Regions from separate parts of the Capsicum annuum genome. Here region 2 is linked to region 1. The links are chromatin contacts, called in public Hi-C maps. All regions are on one chromosome and are shown on one strand. Each heading gives the region's core, a stretch centred on a gene start, on an enhancer-like site or on the middle of the called end of the contact. The rest is flanking DNA. Distances are from core to core; before and after follow the strand shown. Region 1 has its middle 230 kb from the start of LOC107845646. Region 2 has its middle 190 kb from the start of LOC107845646.

Region 1 (7,265 bases), core at 2,213-4,712:
TAAAGTCCTATTTTAGGAGTATTTTTCTAATTGAACAGTAGAAAGGAAATAATTAATTCTCCTACAATATATTTTAGGAAGTCTAGTAGAAATGAAAATATTAATTAACTCTCATACCATATATTTTAGGAAGTCTAGTTAATATAATAAAAAATAATTAAACAATAAATTAAAAATATAGTGAAAAAATAATTTTGTCTAAAGAAGAGTTTTTTAATGAAGGGTAAAAAGTTTAAATCATTTTTTTTAAGGGTCTTCACACTTTTAATATATTATAGTTTATAGATATAGATTATAAATTATAGATTATAGATTATAAATATAGATTATAGATATAGATAATAGATATGGACACTTGGATGAATTTTTTGACAAAGTGGTTATAGATATAGATTATAGATATGGACACTTGGATGAATTTTTTGACAAAGTGGTGTCGCTCGACTACCCTTAGCTCTACGTGCATCAGCCCCTGCACCTTGCCACTTATAGCTTCATTACTAGTTATATCTCTCTAAGTATGACCATAAATGTATTTAAATATTCTCATCTGGCTAACTTCATCTTCTAAATGAGATAATTTATAGTCACAGAAATACTTATTTGTTTTCTAGATCACAAATTTACGAACGTCCTTTATTTCTTAAATTTTGTAAAAATCAAGCACATAAATTAAAATGAAAAAAAAGTATATGGCAATCCCATCTTAGTTTGTTTGGGTTTTCCTTCTTTTCAATTGATTGATGTCTTAGTTCGTCTAGCTACAGTATTCTTCTTTTTAAAAAATAAATTGTGTGAGCTTGAACTAGAAATGTACGTAATGTGGTTATATGTATGGATTTTCAAAAATATCTAGTCTATACAAGTTCTATTCAAGTTTGGTCTACTGCCGACATAATCTATGGTACCCCTAGAGTTGTTTGGCACAAATTTTTCTCAGCATATAATATGGGAAGTGCTAAATGACACATAACTTACTCGTAATGTGGTTATATGTATAGATTTTAAAAGTTCAAAATCATTGATAGAAATTTAAATTTATTGCCAAAATTCACTTAAACACTTAAATTAAGGTCTGTTCCTATCAGGCCACTAAACTCCCCACATTTTGTTTCAATTGGGCCTTTTTTGCCCTATCAGCAAAAAACTCAAAGTGTGTGTTGCACACACGCGATGACGTGGCAAAATGAGCTAATTGGAAGCTGACACATGACATTGTGGGTACAATAATTATTAAAAATTAATTATATATATTTTTTAAAAAGTATATACAAATGGCATTGAGGAAATTATTAAAAAATAATTCTAAAATTATTTAAAAAATAAAAAAACTGATTATTTAAATAAAATTATATATTTTTTTTTTAAAATGAAATAAATTATTAAAAAATTATTTTAAAAAAATTAATTATTAAGAAAAATTATAATTTTTTTTAAAAAATAAAAATAAAAAATGGCGAGGATATAAATTATGAAAAAATAATTATAAAATTATTTGAAAAATAAAAATAAAAAACTGATTATTTAAAAAAAATTATAATTTTTTTAAAAAAATGAAATAAATTATTAAAAAAATTATAAAGCTTTTTAAAAAATGAAAATAAAAAATCGCATTGAGGATATAAATTATGAAAAAATAATTATAAAATTATTTGAAAAATAAAATAAAAAAATAGATTATTTTAAAAAAAATATAATTTATTTTTTAAAAATGAAATAAATTATTAAAAAATTATTTAAAAAATAAAAAAATAAGTATTAAAAAAATTATAAAAATTTTTAAGAAATGAAAATAAAAAATGGCATTGAGGATCCAAATTATTAAAAAAAAATTATAAAATTATTTTTAAAATAAAAATAAAATCCTAATTATACAAAAGAAATTGTAAAATTATTTAAAAAATAAAAAACTAATTATTAAAAAGAAATTATAAAAAAAATTTAAAAAATAAAAACAAAACTCCCCCACCTACCCCTATGCCCCCATCCCCAGTGTATTGTTTTATTAAAAGAAAAAATTGGGACACCTAATGCTTTTTTGCCTAATTATAAAAAGGAAATTATAAAATCATTTTAAAAATAAAAAAATTAATTATTAAAAAGAAATTATAAAATTTTTTAAAAAATAAAAATAAAACTCCTCCACCTACGCCCAGCCCCCCGCCCCCCCAATGTATTGTTTTATTAAAAAAAAAATTGGGACCCCCTAATGCTTTTTGTTTTATTAAAAAGGGCCTTTACTGTTTAAAAAAAAAAATTGTTATTAAAAAATTTTTGGGGTCCTCAATGCCACTTGACATTTTTTTATTTGTAAATTAGTAAAAAAAATGCTCCTCACGCGCCTCCCACGATGGCACTGCACCCGCAGTGCCACATATGCAAAAAAGGCCAATTAGAGCAAAATGTGGCGGATTTAAGAGCCTGATAGAAACAGACCTTAATTTAAGTGTCTAAGTGAATTCTGACAATAACTTTGACTGTCTATCGATGCTTTTGACCATTTTAAAATATATCTAGTCTATACAAGTTCTATTCAAGTTTGATCTACTGCCGGCATAATCTACGGTACCCCTAAAGTTGTCGTTTGGCACAAAAATTTTACCCAGCATTTAATATGACTTATCACTTTCTCCTCAAATTCAGATTTACTTCTTCTTATCTTTTTAATTTTTTTCCATGATTTATTTTTAGCATTAATTATTTTTTAAAAATTAATTAACTTCAAGACATAATAGCAAATATTATTTAATAGGAGTAGTATAATAAAATAATTATATCAATAATTGTTTTTCTTTAGTGGGTGTGTTAAGTTAAAATGCGACAAGTACAGGCAAACGAGAGTAGTAATCTTTGTTTTTCATTATTTTTGGCTTTGTTTTAAAGATCTAATTTATAATAGTGATATTATGGAAAGAAAAAAATATGCATTTTTATTCTTTAAATCTTAACAAAATTTAAATAATTGAAAACTATTTTAATTTAAAAATTTTCAATTGGATCTTCCTTAAGTCACAGGAAGACTTGATCGAAGTACCACACGCCTTATTAGTGGTTGCAACTTGCACCGTAAGGAGAAAGCCTTTATTAAAGAAAACAACTAATCGAGAAATTGATTCTAACAAATGACACACATGTGTTCTGTCGATTTGTCTATAATTGCTTTTATATATTGTATATGTGATATTTTGAATTATTATGTTATTATATTTTCAACAGGAGAAGAGGACAATGTTGTTGCATGAATATCTTGAAAAAATATCACTAGTCAAAAGCTTTTTGTGTGGCTTAAAAATGTCTTATTTCGAGATTATTCATTATTTATTCTGCCGTAAATTTAGAATTTAAAAGATTGATCAAATAAGCTCTTCAAAAAACAAAACATGATAAATATGGTGATACAGAGAGTGTAGTACTTTAGGCTGGGCATGGATCCTAACAATTTCTAGCCATAATTTTACTGCTCTGGGTCACATGTTTCAAATTTCATGTCAGATCTAGCTTTTTCTAAGACAACAAAAATATATCCATCATATTCTTATCAGTAGAATCCAAAAAGAGTAGGATGCACACAGTTTAGTTTATGTTACTATTTCAAAGACGAGGTACAAAGATTATTTTCGATAGACTCCCAACTCATGATAAAATAGTCTAGAAAAGGGTTTGATATTAGAACAAAAAATAATAGGTAATATTAAACGACAGATAGTAATAGAAACAACACTGCCACAAAATAACACTAGCGATCTACTGAAACACCATACTTCACCAAAACTCCAAGAACCAGACATATCAAGTGTAGCACTACTACTAGCTCAGACAACAAAATAAAACACTCATACCTATTAGCATGGACACATTCCTTCCTACTAGTCTTGTATCCTAATTCCTTCCTACTAGTCTTGTATCCTAATTCGTCTACTTCATACATATCTACCTAAATTATGTTCTCATTAAGAATGAGATGGTCTCATAATATAATATGAGATAGATCATAAGGTGAGATCCATTTTATTACCAATTTTAAAAAGAATTTTCGGGGCAAAAAGAAATCTTCGCCACAAAATGGGACGTGTTAAAGACAACTAAAAAAATAAAGATATGCTTTTCTTACCAACTATATGGAAAATAAAAATAAAGTAAAAAGAGAAGGCAACTTACATACATGGAGAATAAAACTAAGCCATCGTTTGGTTGAGAGGGAGTTATCTCAAGATAATTAATTTTGAGATTAGTTATTTTACTATGTATATGAGATAACTTATTCTATCACTATAGTATAAGTGGTGGGATAAATAATTTTGTATGCTAACCAGGGGCGGACCTACACAAAACTTTTAGATGCTCGACACCCACTAAACTCGACGCGGAATATGTATAATTACAAAAAAATATACGAAAATAGGTATAAATTATATAAAAACACCCACTTATAATTATAACTAGTTTAGGTGTACGCGCCTCACGCGTGTACCTCACTTTAATGAATTCAAACGTTACTCTAAATAGGATATTTATTTAAATAAATAATAAAAATGAATACAATAATTAAATTGAACATCTTTTGAACATGTGAAGATAGAGAATTTATTTAATTAAATCTAACCTTTACCAAAAATATTTCTCAAAGCTAATCGATATTCATCTACCACCTGTAAACTGCAACAAAACAATTCAATGATAGAGACATCAAAATAATATAATTTAATCTAATTTTTAGACAAAACCTTAAACTATAACAAAATAATACGAAAATAGAGATACCAAAATAATACAACCAAATCTAATCTTTACACACACACACACAAAAAAACATCAAAGCAGCGATATCAAAACAATACAATTAAACCTAACCTTTACCTTTAAAAATTCTTCAAAGTCGATTGATATTTATCTACTATCTGTAAACTAAAGCAATACAATACGATAAAAGAGATATCAAAACAATACAATTGAACATAAATAAAACAATAAGAAAATAAAAATATCAAAATAATACAATTAAATCTAACCTTTACACTAGAAATTCTTCAAAGCCAATTGACATTCATCTGCGACTTGTAAACTATAACAAAATAATACAATAGTGATCACAAAGCTTCGATATTAATAAAAATTCTTGTCCGAGTGAAAATTTTGACCCTAAAGAATGAGATATAGATTATAGATTATAAATATTGATACACAACTCTAATTTTTGAATATCATTTAAAAGAAATTAATTTTTAAATATTCATAATTTTCATGGCGAAGCTCACTTTATTACCATAACACCTCCCATAAATCAGAAAAAAATAGAGATTGCTCTGAGGTGCAACAAATTCAACTTCCTCCTATCTCTCTTTGCGATAACATAAAAACAAAATTATATATCATACATAATCTGTTTGTTACTGAGAAATTTTGACAGACCAAAGCTTTTGATCAGATGGCTTAGATAAACATCCATTATATTCTCCCGATAGGTGAATCGATTTCTTCTCTAATTTAATGTGCATTTTAATATTTATAGAAGTGTTTCCTTAATAGAGCCTATTTTAGGAGTATTTTTCTAATTGACTAGTAAAGAAAAATATTAATTGATTCATCTTCCTTATATTTTAGGAGTCCTATATATTTCAGGAGTCTAAATACTATAATTAATAAAATCAAATAATAAATAAAAGAAAATGGTGAAGAGACAATTTTGTCTAAAGGAGAGTTTTTAATGAAGGACAAAAAGTTCAAATAATTTTTCTAAGGGTTTTTATACTTTTAATATATTATAGATATTTAATATATTATAGATATAGATTATAGATTATAGATATAGATTATAAATTATGGATATAGCGAATGTGGATGTAAGATTCATGCTTTCGTCAAATATAGAAAATAATAACTCAATCCAACAATGTGTAATAGCTATACCATCTTATTTGAATTAAGATTTTTTTATATATCTGTTTGCAACATAATTTAATTCATGGAAAATAAACTTCAACCACAAATAAAAATATGAAGAAATAACAATTTTATTGATGTATGAAGTGGGTACAAATCTGCTCCTCCCTTGCTTCTTCTCTCTTGATTTTTTTCGTAATTCAAGAATCGTGGGTAGCGTATTTCTCCAACGTAGGAATATTTAGATTTGATCTCCATGAAAAGAGGATTTGTGGATTTTCTTGATGTATTTGATTATCAAGAGATTGGATCTTCTTGATGTATTTGATTATAAAGAAGAGAGAGATTTTGATCATTTCGTGATATTCCATGAGTTTATGAAATTATCTAGAGATATTTGATTTCTTTATGAATATCTAATGAATTTGTGGATCTTAGAGATTGCCTCTTTAAAGGGATATTTGTCCCTTTATATAGGGATAATTTAGGGTTTAGGTAGAGTAGCCACCAAGTTAGATTTAGAGTAAAGTAGTTCCCAAGAATTCTAACAAAAATTGAAATCTTTTGATAGAGTCCACATAGTTTCAATGTCTACGATATCTTTTTCCGTTCAAGATTTTTAGGTTTCTAGCTATAATATTTATATACGTAAATTTTGTTATGTGTACTTTATCAATAAAAATGTAAAGATTTACCGAAACATCAATTACTTCATCAAAAGTCTATTAGAGGATACATAACATACACACAAAACTATCCATAATTAAATATGAAAAAATTGTAATGTTTTAGACCTTTGAATTTATAATTATCTACCAAAAATACTCTATCATTTATTATTCTATAAATTAAAGATATAAAAATTTATCTCAAATACGGACCAAATTTTGGGCACCTGGGTGCACTTTGCAATGTGAAAGGCTGAAAGCTTTAATTTTCAGTTTTGAGGTGTTGCGTGTAATATACATGTGTAATGAGTAGTTTAGTTTAGTGCTTCTTTCCCTATGGATATGGCGTCGTATGGGTAGTATTTATAGTTGGAGCAATTATGGTTCCGGTGTAATTTGGCATTCAATTTATTAAATCGAGTTTTAGTCTCGTTAACATTAACTCCAAAGTTTAAATATATTTTTTCTAATTTTTTTCTTGCCATATATTTTAAGATTTCCTTTTCATATACACAAGAAAAAAGAATACCTACCAAAAATAATTTACTTTATATTTTATTCTTTTCATATATTTTAGAACTTTTTAATTTTTCAATAACTAATTAATAACTGAAGAAAATAAGTGAAAAGACAATTTTGTCTATTGCAAATCTTTTAGTGAGGGCAAAAAGTTCAAATCACTTTTCTAAGAGTCTTCACACTTTTAATATATTATAA
Region 2 (7,668 bases), core at 178-2,677, 44 kb before region 1:
ATTATAGCATATTTTTCTATCATATTTTAGGGGTAATTTTCTAATTGATCTGTACAAAAAAAATTATTAATTGATTCTCCTTTTATATATTTTAGGAATCCCATATATTTTAGGAGTTTAGTAAATATAATAAAAATAATTAAATAATAAATTAAAAAAATAGTGAAAAGATAATTTTGTCTAAAGGAGAGTGAAGAACAAAAAGTTTAAAATCACTTTTCTAAGGTCATCACATTTTTAATATATTATATGATATAAAATATAATATATAATATATAATATTATTATATTATCATAGATTATGAGTATATTCAACAAGTCAAACTTTAAGAATTTTATTTTTCTATGTACTGTTAAATTGTCGTATGGGTTAAATTAATTACGGCATATGCAATTTAAGAAATAACTTTTGCATGTCCAAATCTTGTCAATTGACTATATATCACTTGAACGTACTTTGAATATCTTCTCTCTTCATGCAGTGGAATCTCTTATCTTTAACAACATTAATGTAATGGTTTATATGAGAGTAGGAATGTATCTCCTTCTCCAAATTAAGCAAGGATTAGTTTAAGAATAAGAATCTAATTCAAATTTGAGTATATTTTCTTTCGACAAGTATGCCTCCCTTGGTTTCTCCTATTTCTAAAGCTCTTTTCATGTATGCATATATGGTAATATTTCCATCTTGATTTCTTATCATGACTACTGTCTACTGGATTCTTTATTGTAGATCAAGGTAAGCCCTCATGCTGAAGCGACCCAACTCTATTGTCATCTCGAGCTTTGATCAAAGCTGTCATTATTGAGTTGAGTCTAATTAACTTGAATTGCTACACATCATCTCCTCTTTATATTGGGACGGTGAATACATTTTCATTTTTGATCAAAAATTTCAAATTCATATATTAAAAATAAAATCTCTTTTGATGAAATATTTACTTTAAAAATATAATTTCCTTCGTTTAAAAAAGAATGACCTATTTTTCTTTTTAGTCCGTTTAAAAAAAAAGTCTCTTTTTCTTTTTTGGCAATACTTTAATTTAAACTTTCCCATGACATGTTTAGAACCACAAGATTAAAGAACATTTTAATACATTTGACGCAACTTTAATTTAACACCATAAGATTCAAAAGTTTTTTTTGTTTTCTTAAACTTGATGACAAATCAAAGTAGGTCATTCTTTTTTAAATGAAGGGAGTAAAAATTTTTTAAATAGTCGCACACCAAAATAAATATTGAATATTAGATGATGAAATAAAAGAATTAAAAGAAGTCACTTTGAAGAAATTGGAAACACGTTTAAAAACGCTTTTGCACATAGGGGTCCATTTAAACGCGGTTTCAGCCGTAATTGCAATAGGTGTGCGAAAGAAATAATTGCTGTGAAAGAATATATCCATGTAACTCATGACTTTATCATAAGCCACATCACACGTGTGGTGGTCACAACTTCCACCTGGTGGTGGACCAAACTCGTTAATTTCACATGTGTATCATTGCCGATAAATCTTATGTTACACTTATTTTTTATAATAATATTTTCTCCGTTTAAAAAAAAAATAATCTATTTTTTTAATTTATTTAAAAAAGAATGATTTCTTTCATTTTTTGATAATATTTTAATTTCAATTTTCCACATGATATATTTAGCATCATAAGATTAAATGGCATTTTGATACATTTGACACAACTTTAATTTAAGGTCACAAGATTCAAAAGTCTTCTTTATTTTCTTAAACTTTGTGCCAAGTCAAAGTAAGTCATTCTTTTTTAAACAGAGGAAGTAATATATTTAGTGTAATTTTATAAGTTGAATTTGAGGAGAGTGAGATATACACACACCTTATAATTACTTTTGTATTATTGAGAGACTATTTTCGATAGATTTTTAGTTCAAAGTGAAAGTATCTGACGCAGGATTCTAAAAGAATGAGTTAACAAAGTAGCGAAAATACTAACAAATGCAGCACCAGATAATAATACGCACCAAAAAATAAGAAAGTATGTGATTGTTGGCTTAAACGAGTTCACCATTAGTAAAGGGATCAGGTCCCTTAGGCACTAGAACAATATAATAAGTAAGATAAACGTAGAATGCTGAAAGTAAGAACACTCGATATTTATGTGGAAACTGTTGGTATTTGTCCTGACTTTCTTACCATAATTGGTTTTCCTTTAGGTACCATAATTGGGTTTCCTTTTAGGAAAAGGAAAACATATTCTTCATATTTGGCTAATCCTTATTCTTGTACGATTATAGACTCTATAAATAGAGGCTCATTTCTTCTAGTTTGGGAGTATCCACAATGTAGTCCTAGGAGTTTGAGAGTTTCGTTTTGGGGGAGACTTTGTATGACACAAGTGTTGTGGTATCACTTGTGTGAATCTCTTTTTATTCTGAGTGAATTGTGTGAGGTTGCCTCTCTTGACAATTTGTGCTCTCTTTTATATAGCGGATTGCTCATCCCCTTTTATGGATGTAGGTCGATTGACTGAACCACGTTAAATTCTTGTGTCTCTTTTGGTATATTTCTCATTTATCTTCTTATTCATGGTCTTTAGAAATTTGCTTTTCTAGCTTCTGCATAACCTAATTATTTGATCCTAACAAGTGGTATCAAAGCACGATTAAAATTGGGTGTTCATCTTGGCAGATTCAGTTCTAATCGCAATCTATTAGACGATAATGAAGATTTTGGTTCGAAAAATTGTATCAGAGTGTTACTTTGTATAGAGGCAAGATTTAATGAAAGGGATTTTGGAGATGGAGATTGAACTTGTTGAAGACTACATGAAAAAGGTGGAACAAATATATTTTATCAGAAATTCAGGTCAAGGGGGAGAATTGTTGGTGTTTTTCCTGACTTTCTTACCATAATTGGATTTTCCTTTAGGTACCATAATTGAGTTTCCTTTTAGGAAAAGAAAAACATATTCTCCATATTTGTATTCTCCATATTTGGCTAATCCTTATTCTTATAGGAAAAAGTTATAGACTCTGTAAATAGAGACTCTTTTCTTCTAGTTTGGGAGCATCCATAATATAGTCCTAGGAGTTTGAGAGTTTTAGTTGGGGGGAGACTTTGTGAGACACAAGTGTTGCGGTATCACTTGTCTGAACCTCTTTTTCTTTTGAGTGAATTGTGTGAGGTTGTCTCTCTTGACAGTTTGTACTCTCTTTTATATAGTGAATTGCTCATCTCCTTTTGTGGATGTAGGTCGATTGACCGAACCACGTTAAATTCTTGTGTCTCTTTTGTTGTATTCCTCATTAATCTTCTTATTCATGGTCTTTCGAGGTTTGCTTTGATAATTTCCGCATGACACTTAATTATTTTGGTCTTAATAGAAACCTCTTTGCTCAAGGGAGAAAAAATCATAACCTGTCTCGCAGGATTTTCAGCAAACTCTACTAACTTCAAGTAAAAGGTGTGATTACATACTCCAATAATCACCAGGATTAAATTCTTAATCCTATCACATTGTAATAAGTCAATTACAAGATTGATGCTGCAACTTTGCCACATTCACACGTCAACTAACTCTAATCGACACTCCTAGATAACTCTACCCAGAATAACATAAACGTATGGAATAAAACATAACAAAACTAAGATTGAAACGACAACTAACTATAGTTCATATGACTCAACCTATGATATAGTCGAGACGAATATTTATACTCCTTTATAACACAAGAGTAGGTTTACACTTGTAAGAACAAAAGACAATCACTCTATAAAACAGCAAGATCAGAATTGCAGCTTTATTAGGTCCTTGTTGGGACTGAGCAATAATTTGATGAAAGAGCTTTTGTCTTTTGAGAGAACTTTTTGATTGCAAAATTTAGGTTTCACTCTTATCACATCTTGCTTTTATATTAGAGAGTAAAACCTTAACAATATTCTATTAGACAAGGTGTCAGCACACTAGCTGCAGCACTGTTGTAGTACTGCCAGCCAAATCAGACAGTACAGATTACAGCTGTACAGAGTTTCACTCTTGAATAGGCATGACACGAATCAGGTTCCTTGAATCCTTATTTGACAATCATAAAAATTAACATACAATATTTTTTTCTTTTTTGATGATGATAAATAATATAAACTATTTTCGACTCTTCCCTATTCAATTAGCTCCCCCTATCAACTGGATTCCTCTTTTTCCATATCAATCAGTTTCCCCTATTAATAAGATTCCTCCGTATGTTCCTTCTATCTACAAGGGACTGGGTCCCCTGATGTGAACCAACACTACCCTGTAATTGAAAATATCTTCCCTATATTGGCATTATAAAAATATAATAATAGTAAATCAAGATAAGTAAAATGTGCATAAGGATAACACATGGACATTAGGAAAACACCAACACAAATAAACAAAGCCAAAAAGAGAGAGATGATACACATAAGCAAACACTCCATTCATAAGAGCAAAAAACAACATCATACATAATGAACTTAATAAATAAGCAAACACTCCATTCATAAGAGCAAAAAACAACATCATACATAATGAACTTAATAAAAGCACATAAAGGAACTATTCCAAATTAGCCACAGAGACAACAAAGGAACTGATACCAAGAAAGGACAAAGAAACTTAGAACATGAAAACTATTATAGTTTGAAGGGGCTTAAGAAGAAGGAGGCTTAGGAGCAAGCTGGGAATGAAGTACTAGGTCATACACAAACTTTAAGTTGCATGCTCATTGATAAACTGCTCAATCAAGTCCTTAACTTCTACAGTTATACCCTTAACCTCAGTATTAAAATCCTTGACCTGGTCCTTCAGTCCTTAGTTTCTGCACGGAAAGCATCAGTGGTACTAGGTCCCTCAACTGCGGCCTGCTGCAGTGTTGCCTTTTACTGGGAGATATTTGCATTTTGTTTTGCCACTAGAATAGTTATGTATTCCAATTATGCAACTAGTCTTTCTTATTCATCAATGAATTTCGATACTTATTACTTTGTTTTTTCCCTACCTTTTCTTCCACACACTCATTTAAATCAATATAGTCATGGAAAAGGTATATTTGACTGAACCAATCAGTCCTTCCAAACACTCAATCTCAAAATAATTAAACACCTTATTCAAGAAGTAGCTATATGTTACTGTTTCCCATATTTGACATCCATCACTTTGTACATATGTTCAATTATAATTGCAGAACGATTGACAATTTCAAACTTGCTCAAGGTCTCCATGAGAAATAATTCCACTGTTGAGGCTATTGTTCGCTTTCTAAACATCACAGCAAAATCTTGTTGACAAGCTCAAACGACAATTGGAACTGCCCCTTTAGGTACTTTTTTCGTACTCCTACTTTTGACTTTCCAGTGTTTTGCTTGTTTCTTGCACAAACTCGAGAGATGACATCTTATCCTTCATAGACCTGATACCTTCTATAGAAACATCAAGAATCTCACTAAGAACAGTTTCATCAAGATGGATCTCAACACCTTGTACCATGGTATACACAAGTAGACCATCTTTAGAGAATTTTAGAAGTGTAGTAGAAGTCTCTCACTTACTTCTCATGAATAGTACGAATTAGCAATTTAAACATGTGACTCCACTCTTTACACTTTACATATTCAACCAATTCAACCATTCTGAGCTTACCAAAGATGCTTGGATCAAATATTCTTCCTTTCAGCACCTTTTGAGTTTTGAGTGCTTCAATCCTCTCCGCTCTTGTGAGAATTTTTACTTTCTTTTGAACTTTTCTTCTCTTTGAAGGGGTACTTAGTCCCCTTGCCAACTGACAAACATGTTTAGGTATAGTGGAGTTAACTTCAGGACCAGGACCCTCAAGATCCACAAATGTCTTTCTCTTGACAGATATGTGCTTTTTGGGAAGAACTACTTTGGTTTTGTTTACAGAGGAACCAACTAGCTTTAGGACACCTACTCCCTTTCTTATTTTTGATGTTGCAGCAGCGACATCAAAATCTATCTTTTCTTTCTTTTTATCTTCCACCACAACAATAACCTCCTTTGTGGGAGTTTTCTCTTTTCTCTCTATCACAAATGCCTTCCTTACTCTTCTCCTATTATCAGTAGTAGACTTGTTTGTTTTCATTAGATTTTCCATACACTTCTTTCCTTCTCGTCAAGTTCCATAAGTTCTTACTACTTTATCAGCGCTATCTATCTTTTCTTTTCCCTTGGAGTCCCGCTTTACAAATCTTTTCCATGTTCGATCACCTTTTTCATCCCTCTCAATGCATCCTCTATTGGTAAAAAGTGGTCCCTATAGAACTTGAACTAAGACTTGGGTTCCACCATAAGTTGGGTGAGGGGATGTAATTTATGGCTCAAGTAAGATGGGTTCATTAGATTCATTTGAAATAGTTTGTTATTCTTTAGTTCAAGGGGTCAAACTTTCAGCAACCCGCCTACCTCTGCTACAGCACTATTTAAAAGATTTGTTGTTTCAACTGGTAGATCTCCATCAAACAAGTGTTCGTCAATGAGAATGGAGTTCGAAGGGGCAATGATACCTGGTTCCTGTAAAAACTCTATATTCTCTTCAATACTCAAAGAACCAGGTTGATGCTCAGGAATAACTAACTAAGTGGGAGATAGAAACATAGTCAATGCACTCAGGATTAGTTCCCCAACTTCAATGAAAATAGTTTTAAGAAAAATTAAGGAAAAGGTAGAAAATGTTTTAGTCAGGGTCTCTTTTTCAGCCATAGAAGAGGGATTATTTTCAAAAAAGGGATTTTCAATTAATCTTGTATCAACATGAGGACTTTTGTCACCAAGGGAAGTTTTCAAAGGAGATGATGGTTGATACATTTTCTTGAATGAAGAGAGAGAAGAAATTGATATTCAGAGAGGACAAGAGTTTTAAAGAATGTGATTTGAAAATAATGTAAGAATGTAAGGATTTAGGGTTTTCATTTGATATTTAAAAATAGTAACGAGGAGTGTTATTTGGAATTAAATCTAAAAGATGTGTCTTTTCCCTATGACAATGGTACGGAGTGAAGGAAAGAGAGACGTGGCCATTTAGAACAATAAATTTTTGTATTTTCAAAAATCAATATATAGGACACTAACCTTTGGGTTGGGACCTAGTCCCTCTCTTGTTGAAGGATTTTTTTTCTTTAAGTCTGTTTCATACATCCCTCTCGTCAGCTTGTCCACCATGCATGTATACATACAAAAGGTATGAAACTGAGTTAGACCAAATGAACAAATTATTTCAAGGATACTTGTTCCCTAATAATAGACAATATAAGTGTAAGGCCCCATAAGATCCTAAGCTCATTTCAGCTCACTCTTGCATGTAGGGGTGTACATATCAAACCGTCAAGTCAAACTGAACTGCCGAACCAAACCAAATTGAGAAAAAAACTGACTTATGGTTTGGTTTGATTGGTTTGGCGTTAGAAAAAAAAATCGACCATTCTTGATTTGGTTTGGTGTTAACAAAAAAAAAGTCAAATCGAATCCGAATCAAACCGACATAATATATATATATATATATATATATATATATATAATATTCGAACTTTTTTATACATAAAATATTAATTATAATCTACTTTTTAAATACTTTTTTCAACTAGTTTTAGTAATTTTCAATAATTTGAAAGTAGATGTAGATATATATTTAGATTTGGGCCTTTAAGTTGTAATATTTGTCTATT

The links. A called contact is a pair of places that touch in the nucleus more often than the background predicts.
Region 2: a contact with region 1 is called in a Hi-C map of leaf, with 2.2 times the contacts expected there. The contact joins two enhancer-like sites. A contact is called at or near these places in 3 of 5 Hi-C or Micro-C datasets (bud, leaf and placenta).

Annotation. Positions count from the first base shown.
Region 1 is chr10:24,737,383-24,744,647 of UCD10Xv1.1, reverse strand. No RefSeq gene overlaps it. Among protein-coding and RNA genes, the nearest start is that of LOC107845646, 230 kb to the left of the region's middle. Within about 2 kb of position 3,462, at least 5 of the 5 cell types and tissues checked have an H3K27ac peak or open chromatin away from gene starts, as enhancers often do.
Region 2 is chr10:24,779,225-24,786,892 of UCD10Xv1.1, reverse strand. No RefSeq gene overlaps it. Among protein-coding and RNA genes, the nearest start is that of LOC107845646, 190 kb to the left of the region's middle. Within about 2 kb of position 1,427, at least 2 of the 5 cell types and tissues checked have an H3K27ac peak or open chromatin away from gene starts, as enhancers often do.